2 separate regions of the Muntiacus reevesi genome follow, and region 2 is linked to region 1. Evidence: chromatin contacts called from public Hi-C data. All regions are on one chromosome and are shown on one strand. Each heading gives the region's core, a stretch centred on a gene start, on an enhancer-like site or on the middle of the called end of the contact. The rest is flanking DNA. Distances are from core to core; before and after follow the strand shown. Region 1 holds the start of RPL17 (ribosomal protein L17). Region 2 holds the start of SKA1 (spindle and kinetochore associated complex subunit 1).

What was found. Hi-C and Micro-C count contacts between places; a contact is called where the count stands out from the background.
Region 2: a contact with region 1 is called in a Hi-C map of muscle, with 9 times the contacts expected there. The contact joins the promoter of SKA1 here to the promoter of RPL17 in region 1. A contact is called at or near these places in 2 of 3 Hi-C or Micro-C datasets (blood and muscle).

The regions. Positions count from the first base shown.
Region 1 is chr4:46,823,908-46,830,777 of mMunRee1.1, forward strand. It overlaps RPL17 (ribosomal protein L17), which reads right to left and starts at 3,407. Exons shown (of 7, transcript XM_065932682.1): 1 at 3,111-3,407; 2 at 2,482-2,534; 3 at 2,348-2,388; 4 at 1,766-1,900; 5 at 1,411-1,509; 6 at 135-326. The coding sequence starts at 2,521. It overlaps LOC136168091 (small nucleolar RNA SNORD58), which reads right to left and starts at 2,277; the gene lies at 2,213-2,277. It overlaps LOC136168092 (small nucleolar RNA SNORD58), which reads right to left and starts at 2,677; the gene lies at 2,612-2,677. LOC136168090 (small nucleolar RNA SNORD58) reads right to left here and starts at 85; the gene lies at 22-85. It also overlaps LOC136168093.
Region 2 is chr4:47,609,497-47,615,839 of mMunRee1.1, forward strand. It overlaps SKA1 (spindle and kinetochore associated complex subunit 1), which reads left to right and starts at 4,442. Exons shown (of 7, transcript XM_065932738.1): 1 at 4,442-4,510; 2 at 5,903-5,998. The coding sequence starts at 5,914.

The DNA of each region.
Region 1 (6,870 bases), core at 2,157-4,656:
AATGATTATAAGAGGTTGGTGGTTGCTCAGAATAGCTTCCTTTCATGGTTATTCCAAAGGTGTCCTAAGTTAGTCATCACAGCAACCACAATCTAATACACCAAGTGAAACAGAGCAGAGACCAAGTAATTTACCTTTTTCTTCTGTGCAACCTCCTCTTCTGGTTTAGGAACAATCTGTTCTTTTTCAGTAAGGATCATCTCAATGTGGCAGGGAGAGCTCATGTAGGGGTTGATCCGACCGTGAGCTCTGTAAGTCCTGCGCCGCATCTTGGGGGCTTTGTTCACTTGGATGTGCTCAATGACCAGAGAATCTACATCTAAGCCCTGGGAAAAGGGAGCAAAATCATGTAACATTTAAAAAAAATTTTAAATCAGGTAACACCTTTATCTTAACACCACAAACTGTATCACTCAAGTCCTTATGACTTTAAATAGCACATTTATTTTTATTTAAAATTTCATTCTAAGTTCCCTCCCTTAAATCTAAGTAATTACCAAAATTCAGTGCTGGTAATTGCCCCTATTTTATAAGTGGTATTCATTAGGGAGCAGAGTTACAAGAATCTCAAAGGATCTATATCTAAGCTTGATTTTGACAGCAAGGCTTAGCAGCTAGAAGGGCTACAGCTAACAGACCTACACTAATTCCAGTTCTAACCCAGTTTTCCAAATGCAAAATGGTAAAGGATAACTGCTCAAATGGATAAATTTGTTTAGTTGGCATAGGATTTGTTCAATTACATACTGCTGTTTTGACCTCTGAAATTTAACATCTCTCCATTATGAATGTAGGCAACAAACCACAGGCCAATCATATGATTCCTTTCTAACTGTATTTATTTGTATTTAAATATACCCTGTGAAGGGGTTCACAAACCTCAGTATAAAAAAGGCCTCCCTGGTGGCTGAGATGGTAAAGAATCTGCCTGCAATGCAGGACACCTGGTTCAATCCCACTCCAGCATTCTCGCATGGAGAACTCCATGGACAGATGATCCTAGCAGGCTACAGTCCATGGGGCCGCAGAGCTGGACACCACTGAGCACTAACCTTTACAGCACAAGATTACAAACCCTTGGTAAAATACTCAAGGAAAAAAAAAAGCATCTCTCTTGCATGTACTGGCATTATGTCTCTGTGTGTGTGTGTGTGTAGGGGGGGTAATTCTAGAGTCTTAGGCTTGAAATTACTGCAGACCGCGCTCCTGAAACGCTGTATAAACAAAAATTTTTTCCTGTTGGAAATTGAAAGTAGAGATTTAAAAGAACCTTTTTAATGGGAACTCTTGCTACTTTCATCAAGTCAATCAAAGAAAAAGCAAGTCAACCAAGGAAATAGATCCAGACAACAACTGTAACTGAGTTAACAATCCAAGTTGCATGTATAAAGATGCTTATAGTGTGGGTACCTTAAGTTCAGCATTACTCTCTGCATTTTTGAGCATGTGTAGTAAAAATTCAGCACTCTTTTTGGGCCACCGACCCTGCGTCCAGCCCCACTGTTTGGCCTAAAAAACAAAACCAGAGAGTTTATTAGTAATTTGCCTCAATTTAAATCAATGTTACAAGATGAAATTTACTTCAACCTACATCAAGGTTGTTCAGAACATTGTTTTTTTTTTCATGGTTAATCCAAAGGTGTCCCAAAGACTGTTATCACAGCAACCATAAGGAGCCTCAGTAAAGGAGGACAATGGCCATTTTTACTCCATCTACTCCCTTCCCTAACAAATTGTCTTTTAAATGACAACTATGAATTCTTACCTGTGCACACCTACCAACTCCACCATTGTAACGACGGAATGGCACACATTGCTTCTTTAAAGTGACATCCTTCAGATACTTGGTGGCTTTTCGGATATGCATACCCTTTATGGCCTGGGCAGTCTCACGAGTGTTCTAAACATAATAACGTAAGCTGTCAGATTTAAACAAATTCCAGTATTTTCAACGTGTCAACCTTTATCAAGAGCCAAATACCTTCCATTCTTGAAACATAATACAAAATCTGTTATGAACCAGGGAGACTTGGTTTGAAGGTGGAGAAATGTGAACCCTAAACATGTTTATTCACTGTTAATATTTCTCCATTATCTTGTAAACTACAATTACGTTTCCCATAACTTGATCTGTGCACTAGGTTCTCAAGCAGTTCTCTGGTAATTTTACCCAATTCCACAAATCCTAAATCAAAGTGTTCACTAAAAGGTGGCTGCTCAGAAATGATTTATTTTCATGGTGAATCCAAAGGTGTCCTAAGAAACACATCATCGCAGCTACCTTTTTAGAACGGTTAAAAAATACTCAAGGAACAATGCTTTCAGAACATAACTACGATTCACCTACCTTAAAGTGAACACGAAGATTTGAACCTCTTGATTTGCATGCTAAAAAATACGGTGAAAAAAATTTATTTTTGGTTAATCTTGGTATCTGGGTGCCTTATACTCCAAAATAAGAAATGTTGCTTGCTCACTTACATTTTGTGGGGTTTTCTGGGTCGAGTGAATAGCGCACCATTTTTAAGGGTCAGCTGGAAGCAAGAATAACTGTCAACATATATTTATAGCAACTCACAGTTTAACATTTATGTACTATAAACTGTCCACAGCTGCTCAGAGAGTAGTTGTTTTCATGATTAATCCAAAGGTGTCCTAAGAAATGCCATCATCGCAGCCATCCTCTCAATCCAGTTTCATCTCATCTACAATAACCAGCTGCCTACAGCAACGTTGACACTACTAAGACTAGTGACACGGATGCCCTTCCCTTAACCCTCTGGAAGAAAACACAGCCTGTTTCCATCCAAATCTGGATTCAAGTATCCGTGCCGAGGAGCCCAGCGCCCTGCTCAGCATCAGATCCTTCAAGTCTGATCAGTCAGTTAACTCGACCCAAGGACATGCTCCCTCTACAGAAACCTCCTTTACTCACAGATTCACAAGAAAGCCAAGCTTTCCACACACTTTAGGGTGTTACCCGCGTTAAGCGCAGCTCAACTCACGTTGAGCCACTGAGTAAACCTCGACTCGACTTGACCTCATTCCCCTCCCCCAAAACTTTCTTTCCATTCGGCCCCAAATGCGCTGCGTTCGCGGCCCCCACTCACCGCGAGACACTGGCCCTCAGGAGTCGGCACCGACCACAGCCGGCTTCTAACCTCGTCACCCCCATTCTCGCCCATTGAGCCCCTTTGCGGCCTGTAGAGGCCCGGCAGCAGAGGGGCGCCAAGCCGGGGGCTCCGACACATCCCCGCGCACAGGACTGCTCCACCAGGGAGGAATCAGTAGCCGCTAGAGTCCTCCTCCTGAGGGTCTCGAAATCGGCGCCGAGAAAGCCAGGATGGCAGGGATTACCAGAGGATTCATCACTAGACAAAGATGCCGAAGAGACACACTCACCTCTGGCCGCTTACCGGAAAAGGAAGAGCGGTGGCTCATGGGAGAATTCATGAGAGCTCGAAATCTCGCGAGAGTCCCTGCCTAAAGAAACGAGATTTGTAGAGGTGGGGAAGGCGGAGGAGAAAGGGAATGTGGAATATGTTTGAGAATATCTGAAAACGAATTAGAGGCTTAGGGACCGTGTCAAAATTATCCTTTTTTGTATACAGAAATAAAGTCATGTATTTTAAATATCTGTCAATTAAAAACAGGTTTGTACAAAAACAGATTCACAGACTTAGAGGACGAACTTATAGTTACCAGGGGGAACGTGTAGCTGGGGAGGGATAGTTAGGGAGCTTGGGATTGACATGTACACACTGCTCTATTTAAAATGTATAACCAGGAAGGACCTACTGTATAGCACAGGGAACTCTGCTCAGTATTATGTAACAACCTAAATGGGAAAGAAATTTGGAAAAAAAAATACATATGTAGAAGTATAACTGAATCATTTTGCTGTACACCTGAAATTAATGTAACATACTTAATCAAGGATAAGTGAAGTCGCTCAGTCGTGTCCGACTCTTTGTGACGCTATGGACTGTAGCCTACCAGTCTCCTCCACCCGTGGGATTTTCTAGGCAATTACACTGGAATGGGTTGCCATTTCCTTCTCCAGGAGATCTTCCCAACCCAGGGATTGAACCCCGGTCTCCCTCATTGTAGGCAGACTCTTTACCGTCTGAGCCACCAGGGAAGTGAAATGAGGTAATCAAAGATACTCCACTATAAAAACAAAGCAAAACAAGTTTGTAGTTCTAGGACAATACTACATATTATTTAGGTATAGATGAGACACTTTTTCATCAAGATTCATTAGATTTGGTTATGTGATTATATGAAAATGATTTGTAAAGGGACAATTCGCTGTTGTTGTTGTTGTTGTTGTTTAGTCACTAAATCATATCTGACTCTTTGCGACACCATGGAATGTAGCCCACCAGGCTCCTCTGTTCATGGGATTTCCCAGGCAAGAATACTGGAGTGGGGTGCCATCCCCTTCTCCAGCAGATCTTTGCGACCCAGTGATTAAATCCTCATCCCCTGCATTAGCAGACAATTCTTTACCACTGACCACCAGGGAAGCCCAAAAGGAAAAATTAGGGAGATCCAAAGGATGGGATGTAATTATGTTAATCATAAATTCTCAATTTGAGAATATTACACAATCAGTGTGATAAAGCAGCGCATGTAAAGGATGTACTAACTGAAGGGTCTGGTTCAAGATTGAGATCTGGTTTCCCCACTGCAACTTGTAGATCTTCATATGGCAAAAGATAACTGTTCCTTGAAAATAAAAATGCCAAGGTGCATTTTCTTTCCCAGGTCATCATACTGGTTATTCACTTAGAGTCACTGGTGGTGTTAGCACTTAACTTTGGATCTTCCTTTTATAGCCTCAGTGACTTCTCTGTAAAATTTAAGTGAACTCTTTAAATTGTATTTGATATACATATTTTCCTCCAATCTGTTTAGTTGCGGTTTGAACTTCTATCTGAAATTTGACATGTTTCTCCACTATGAATATAGGCAACAAACCACACAGCAATCATATTGGTCCTTTGTAACAGTATTTTATTATTTGTATTTAAAAAATACAGGAGTTCCCTGGTGGCTCAGAAGGTGAAGAATCTGCCTGCAATGTGGGAGACCTGGGTTCAATCCCTGGGTTGGGAAGATCCCCTGGAAGAGGACATAGCAACCCACACCAGTGTTCTTGCATGGAGAATCCCCATGGACAGAGGAGCTTGGTGGGCTACAGTCCATGGGGTCACAAAGAGTCAGACACGACTGAATGACTAAGCACACACACACACAAATATCCTGTGAAGGGGTTCACAAACCATAGTATAAAAAAGGTCCATGGCACAAGTTTACAAACCCTTGGGAAAATACTCAAGGGGAAAAAGGCTTTCTTTTGCATGTACTGGGGAAAGTATATTTTAATTTTACTATATTTATTATTAAGAAATCTTAATTATTAAAGCAATTGTGTACTGCAAATAGGGATCATCCTTGGCAATCAGTTGACCTGTTCATTTAGCCATTAAATGAATATTCATCGAACACTTATATGCCTGCCGTCGTGCTGGATGCTATGCTCTAACAGATGCTAGGAGAGTCTCGGCTGCCAGGGAACCCACAGTTTTAGAATGAGGGTAGGGACAGGGAGATAGGTAACTAGGAGGTGAACAGCCAGTTAGAATACAGTGTGAAACTGCTAAAGCAGGGTGAACGTGTAGAGTAGGAAAGCCTCCCCTGAGCGGACGACATGGCAACTGCACCATGAATGACCAGAAGGAGCTGGCTGGTCATGGCAATACAGTAAGAGAGAATTATTGCCAGCAAGAAAATTCTGCTATGGGAACTGCAAGGGTTTGAATTCCTTTTGGTTGTGGGTGGGGAGAGGTAAGGGCGAGTGGCAAACCTGATCTGGAGGGAGCCTATTTATCTGTCAAGGAGTTTTGAATTTAACTTAAGGTCAACGGGCTTCCCTTGTGGCTCAGCTGGTAAAGAATCCGCCTGCAGTGTAGGAGACCTGGATTTGATCCTTGAGTTGGGAAGATCCCCTGGAGAAGGGAAAGGCTACCCACTCCAGTATTCTGGCCTGCAGAATGCCATGGACTGCATAGTCCATAGGGTCGCAGACTCAGACACAACTGAGCAACTTTCATCTTCAAGGTCAATGAAGAAAAGTGTTTAAACCCTTGGGGATGGGCATGGGTGAGGTGACTTGATCAGATTCACTTTTGAAAAGATCACTCTATAGGAAGAAATTTGGGATGCCTCAGGGGTAAGGCCACAGGCTGGCAAAAGATGGGAGTGGCTCGAACTGATGAGGTTCAGTTTAATTTTTTTGGCAAAGAATGGAGAGTGGTAGATGAATTCAAGAAATTTTGGTAAAAGTCACATGATTTTGTGGTTGTAAACTGTAAAAGTTGGTGCCTGCCTGACTATCTGACTATGCTGCCAGCCCATAGCTGAGCCTGTAACCCAGTCTTCCACTTTTCTCGATCCAGGCATACCTCTGAGACATTGTGGGTTCAGTTTCAGAGCACTGTGATAAAGCAAGTCGCATGGATTTTTTTGGTTTCCCAGTGCGTTTAAAAGTTGCATCTTTCCTGGTGGTACAATGGACAAGAATCTGCCTGCCAGTGCAGGGGACACAGGTTCGGTCCCTGGTCTGGGAAGATTCCACAGGCCACAGAGCAACTGAGCCCAAGCGCCACAACTACTGAAGCCTGCACACTCTGTGGCCTGTGAGCCACAATTAATGAGGTCCTGTATTCCAACGACTGAAGCCCACAAGCCTAGAGTTTGTACTCCACAAGAGAAGCCACTGCAATAAGCCTGTGTACTGCAACTAGAGAAAGGCTGTGTGCAGCAGTGAAGACCTAGCATGGCCAAAAATAAATAAAGCAGTGT
Region 2 (6,343 bases), core at 3,192-5,691, 790 kb after region 1:
TAATCTCTGGCTGCACATTGTGGACAGCCCTTTTTACTAAATCTCCTCCAATTATCCAATTCTACTCTTCCTTCTGATTCTTGCCAGGATATTGAATGATACAATGTAAAAGGTTAAGTGAGGTTATTTGATGCACCCTGACATTTTCCTTTCTTGTAGCCAATTTGCTTTTCACCTTAATGCTTAAAGAACTCTTTATATTTAAAGTTGAATAATTTGAATATTTCTAGTTATGGAGTATGTCTTAGTAAATTTGACTCAAATGAAATCTAGAGGCTTATCTTTTTTCCCCTGTAGGTAATCACGCTTATTCCATCTTTTATAGTCTTCTGATTCATTTTTTGTTCACTTTATATATGGGACACCAATTATCCTCATGTTAAATCATTTCTATCCTCTATTTTGTGGACTTTGTATTTACTTTCATTCTTTTCTTTTCCAACTGTATGTACTGTAATCATCTTAAGCTTTTCTTTTAACTTGACTTTCAATGATGTCTTTTCTATTTCTTGCTATTTGTATTATACTTCAATATACTAGTTCTGTAATGCTGTTGTTTGGACCCTCAATTTATAAGTCTAATGCTCTCCTTACATCTTTTTCTTTTGTTTATGTTCATTCTCTTTTCCATGAGGTCTTATTTTTAATTAATTAATATGTTTACAATTCCTTCCCTTCCTCTCTCTCTCTTTCATGAAAATGGGAGGTTTTCATGCCGGGGACTTTCCTTTCCTGCCTCTAAAGATACTGCATACTTTCTGTTGTTCTTCAGTCGCTAAGTCATGTCCCACTCTTTGGGACTCCACAGACTGCAACACGCTAGGCTTCCCTGTTTTTCTCTATCACTATCACGTACCCCTGGGCCTTTGTTAAGAGCAGCCTGGAGCCACAGAAACTGGGGCTTGACTGTAAAATTAAAAAATTATACATAGGATAAAGACTCAATAAAGAAAGAACACTAAGGTGAAAGCGTACGCTTTTTTCTTTCTCCTCTCTTCTCTGGTTTAAAAAATACACCCCCCCCCACCCCAGGTATTACTCATTTTAGGGTTTGAAACATTGTAAAAGTGAGAAGTTTGATTTTCTGGGATGACCTCAGCTGCTATGACAAATGATGAGAATTGAGGAATAATCCCTGTGAGATCTGTATGACAAGTACATGCTTTGGATTTTAATCTTGTCAGTTGAAAATGGCTTTTAAAAACAAACCAAAAGGGAATTCCCTGCCTGGTGGCCCAGTGTTAAGACTTGATGCTTTCACTGCTGTGGACCAGGGTTCAGTCCTTGGTTGGGGAACTAAGATCCTGCAAGCCACAGCGGACAGCCATAGATAGAGAAATAAATACCAAAGGGAAGTCAAAGGAATGTAGTTTAGTAGGAAAGGTAAAAACATAATCTGCCTTGGGTGTAATAACTTCTTAAAAGGTCAGACTGTCCTGCGTGACTAGTGAGGCGTCTCAGAACACATCCCACATATTACAGTGGGCCTTCCCTCTTCTGAAAGGAAGGCCCATCAGCAGAAAGCTATGAACTTGTCCCCAAACTTACTGGACCAATGTGTCACTAGTCATTGGAATAAATATTTCCCAAGCTGCCTAGAAATGCAGAGTTCTATTGCTTAAAGAAATCTGTGATCTTTGTTCGACAGTGAAGACTTTCATTAATTCTGATTTAGGGACATCTGGAGGTTAAGCTTGACACTTAACTGCAAGAGAAAGACAAGGAGAAGTACAAAAGTTACAAGTAAAGTCTTTTCTGTCAGAGTCAATTGGGTATGAAAAGCTTGGAATTCATAAATAATCTAAAATTGTTCATGGGGCGATATGTCATGAGGGAATTAAATGATGATGGAAGTCTATAGGTTCAGAAACGCAAAACATAGGAGCAAATGACCCCTGGATCCTGGGAAGCAGCAGAGCATCATGGGAAAGAGGACCAGTTCTGAGGTCAGGGTCCCATTTTGCCATCTGTTGACTTGGGCAAGTTACTTAATTGTAAGCCTCTGTTTCCTCATCTGTAAAGTGCAGATCATAGTCTAACTATTTATACATTTATTACAAAGGTTAAATAGGATAATATATGTAAAGTGCCTGAATTAGAATAAGTACCCCATAAATGTTAACTGATATTATTGTTGTTATTATTTTTCCCTGAAGACTAGAGTTCGCAGTACTTTTGCTCATATTTCTTGCAATGAGCAGTCTAGCAATTTCTTACATCTTGCTCTTTCCATCTTTTTTTCCTCTTGGATATATGTGGTCATAACTCTGAAGAAGACAGGTTTTTGTTTTGTTTTATATCTCCCTGTCCCCATTGTTTCATAAATGTTGCTAGATTTTCCTTTGAGAAATTACCTCTGTCCTACTCTGAGACTTTGTACAGTAAAGCTGTCCTGGCTTCCAACTCCAGGCTGTCTAGTGAATCAGACCATTTCAAATAGACTGATTGACTCAGGAGTGAGTAGATGACTCAAGTCAGGCTGATGAGATTCAGTCCTGGGGTTTTTGCTAGATCTCTTAGGAAGGTGAGAACTGCTAACCCATTAGGGTATAAATCTGGAGATACCCGCGGTCATCGTAGGGAACAGGCCACCTGAGAATGGAACCGACACAGAGGAACATATAATTGAGAGATGGAGTGGTTTCCTAAAGGTATGAGTACCTGGGTTCAGCTGTAAGTACACACACACACACACACACATACACTTCACAATTTCATAAGCCAAATAAAATCTTTTTATTGCCTAAGTCAGTTTGGATTGAATTTCTGCCATTGCAGCTGGAGTCCTGCCAAATCCCAGAGAGAAATCAGAAGTAAGCAGTATGATCCAATCGCTCATTTTTGTATTTTTTCCCCACATTTCTCCCTTCTCTTGTATTTAGTGCCTTTAAGCTGTCTTCTTGTTCATTTTTTTCATTGGAAATAATCTGATAATATTTGTCCTTGATGCTGCAGGGTGAATTTCTGTTATTATGTTATAATATGTTATAATGTAATAACATATAATAGCATATAATAATAATTATATGTTATCTTTTGTAGAATTGACATTTTAAGCTGTACATTTAGCCCTACAATGAAAGGCTTTGATCCTGCTCTAGGAATTTAGCTCTAAATAAGGTATGTCCCGATCAAAAGAGATTTAAGAAATGTGTCAACCAAATAACAATTTGTAAATCTTGTTTAAATTCTATTAAAGAAAACAACAGTTTTAAAAAATAAACACTTCTTTAAAAGTTTCTATCTTTAGGAGATAAACATGGAAATGTTTTTTGGCAAAAAGATATGTTTGAGATATGTTTCAAAATATTCTGGAAGGCAAGGAGTGGGAGGAGATGAAGTATAGCTGAAACAATATTTGCTCTAAATTAATAGTGGTCAAAACCCAATGATGGGTTGAGCATGGGGTTCGTTGTATTCTCCTAATTGTATATGTTCAAAATTTTCCATAATAGAAGACTTTTAAAGAGTAATAAGTAGAAATGGCCAAGGCAGCAGTTCACTGCCCCCAGAATCTCTTTTCTCCTTCTCCCTTACAAAAAGAACCCCTCTGTTGTTGACGATGCAATGTAACTGTCCAGATTTTTTTTTTCTTAATTTTAATGATTTTTTTTCCCTAGTCTCCCTTGTAGATGTGAGTGACCAATGGAAAGCAGATAGAACTCATTAGGTGTGGTTTCTAGGAATACTCTTTAAAGGTGCTGCTTCAGCTAGTTGTTTCTCAAAGAACTGAGAAAGGTACTGACAGAGTTATTTTGCATCACAGGAAAACTTCACACCAGAATGCATGATGCCATGGGGACGGGTGGAAAAGATAGAACTTGGGTCCGTGATGACTGTGTCGCTGCCACACCAGCCCTGCGCAATTTTTTCTCTTTTTTTCAGAGAATTAAACTTTTTAAAAAAATTGCATTTGCCCTTACAGAGTTTGTTAACTCCACGAAAGCAGAGAGAATCTCTCAGTCTTATAGCTCACAAACTTGGCTGCTTTTTGGAAGTACCTGGTGTGCTTTTAAAAACGTTAAGGTTTGGACCCCACTTACAGTGTCTGAATTCATTGATTTAGGGTACAGCTTGGGAGCTGGAATTTTTAAAGCTACCCTGGTGATTCTAATGTGTGGCCAATTTGGTGATCCAGTGTTGAAGCTCGCGATTTGATCCGCCGAGCGCTGGGCCCCGGCTGGGGGGACGGTCAGGATTCGTGACCGAATGAGATCCCCCGTTTGTTACAACGCGGAGTAGGAAAGCTAAGTGTGTTGGTAGTCTTCGACGCCGGAGCCAATCCGGCCTCGCCTTTTCCCCAGATCGGCCCCGCCCCCGGCCTGGGCCCCGCCCCCGGCCCGGGCCCCGCCCCCGGCTCGGGCCCCGCCCCGGCCCCGGCCCCGCCCAGCTGTGGCCCCGGATAAAGCGGAAGAGCGTGAGCCCGCCGCGCAGCCTTCTGGGAGTACGGCTGTGCGCCTGCGCGGCGCCGAGTACCGGCGGGCAGTTTGAATTTCGCTCCCGGAGCCAGGTCTCGAGATCCTACGCTTCCGACCGAGATTGGGTGGGGGAGGGGGCGGTGTCTCGGCGCCTCGCGACCCCACAGAGTGGGCCCTTTGCTCCCGGACCCGCACGAGGTTAGAGTCTGGTGTTGAAGATTCCCCCCTTCGGAAGCGGGCATTGTTTAGGCGGGGCGGGGGGCCGGGGCGGTGCGGGCCGGGATGAGCAGCGGGCCTTAGCCGCGTAAGCTGGAGTGGAGGCTTTATATAGACCTTCTCACCTACCCTCGGGCTTCCCTGCTGGCTCAGAGGGTAAAGCGTCTGCCCTCAATGCAGGTAGACCCGGGTTAGATCCCTGGGTCGGGAAGATCCCCTGGAAAAGAACACGCCAGTATTCCTTCCTGGAGAATCCCATGGACGGAGGAGCCTGGTGGGCTATAATATATAGTCCATGGGGTCGCAGAGAGTCGGACACGACTGAGCGACTTCACTTTCTTTCACCTCCCTTGGAGTGAACGAACAGTACCTGATTTCTTTCCTTTCCCTCCTTCCGCCTCCTTGTGGGCTTTGCTGTGCTCAGTCGTGGCCGACTCTTTGCGACCCCATAGAGGAGCCAGGCTTCTCTGTCCATGGGATTTTCCCGGCAAGAATCCTGGAGGGGGTTGCCATTTCCTCGTCCTGGGATCGCCTCCTTACCGACCCCAGTAATAAAGCCCCCGTCCCCACAGCATAGGAGAAATGCTTCCCTGGACCCGCTTCTTTGAACGTCCTGTGTTTTTCCTTAAGATTCTCGGGTATTAAAGTTTTCAAAGCAAATACTGATGTTGTCTTTATGTATAAATAGAACATTTGTTCCCCTCAATCTCTGAGGAAATGACAGTCTTGTCTTCTGAACCTTGCTTTGGGATGCACTGACTAGAGAAAGCTCTAAGACAGGTCATTACTGGACACTGGTGGTGGTTGTTCCGTCACTAAGTCGTGTCTGACTCTTTGGGGCCCCATGGACAGCAGCATGCCAGGCTTCCCTGTCCTTACTATCCCCCGGAGTTTGCTCAAACTCATGTCCATTGAGTCAGTGATGCCATCCAACCATCTCATCCTCTGTCATCTCCTTCTCCTGCCTTCAATCTTTCCCAGCATCAGGGTCTTTTCCAGTGAGTCGGCTCTCCGCATCAGGTAGCCAAAGTATGGGAACTTCAGCATCAGTCCCTCCAATGAATATTTAGGATTGATTCCCTTTAGGATTGACTGGTTTGATCTCCTTGGTTAGAAACTGAATTTTGTAGAATTGAAAGATACTGCTCATAGTTTTTGTACTTTGTTTTCCAGGAGATGTGACTGACTGGATATTTACCATTGGATTTTGAAAGTGAACAGAAATTTGTTTTTTGTTTTGTAAATGTGTTTATATTTTTTTTCTTCAGAGGCTAAAAGGATGGCCTCAGATCTGGAACAGTTATGCTCTCATATTAATGAAAAGATTGGCAATATTAAAAAAACTCTGTCATTGAGAAATTGTGGTAAGTAAAACAGATTCCACTGACTTTGTACATTCAAAATACATTTTGATTATTGTTCCACTTTGATATCTTATGCCTGGATAAGTGAATGTATCTTAGAAAGGTAATTTTCAGGTTTGAATAGTGATTTTTAAGGCAATCTGCTATCCATATTTTGAATATTGCAGAGGATACTAAAATGTAAATTACATTGAACAATGAACTAGCTACTAATTACATATATTTATTTATTTGTATATGTTTTTCTGAGACACAAGGCTGAGTAGTAAGATTTGAAGGTTACGTTGAGTTCCTGATTCTAGAGCTAAGCAGAGATAATAAAAGATAAGGAAAAAGCCAGAAGTG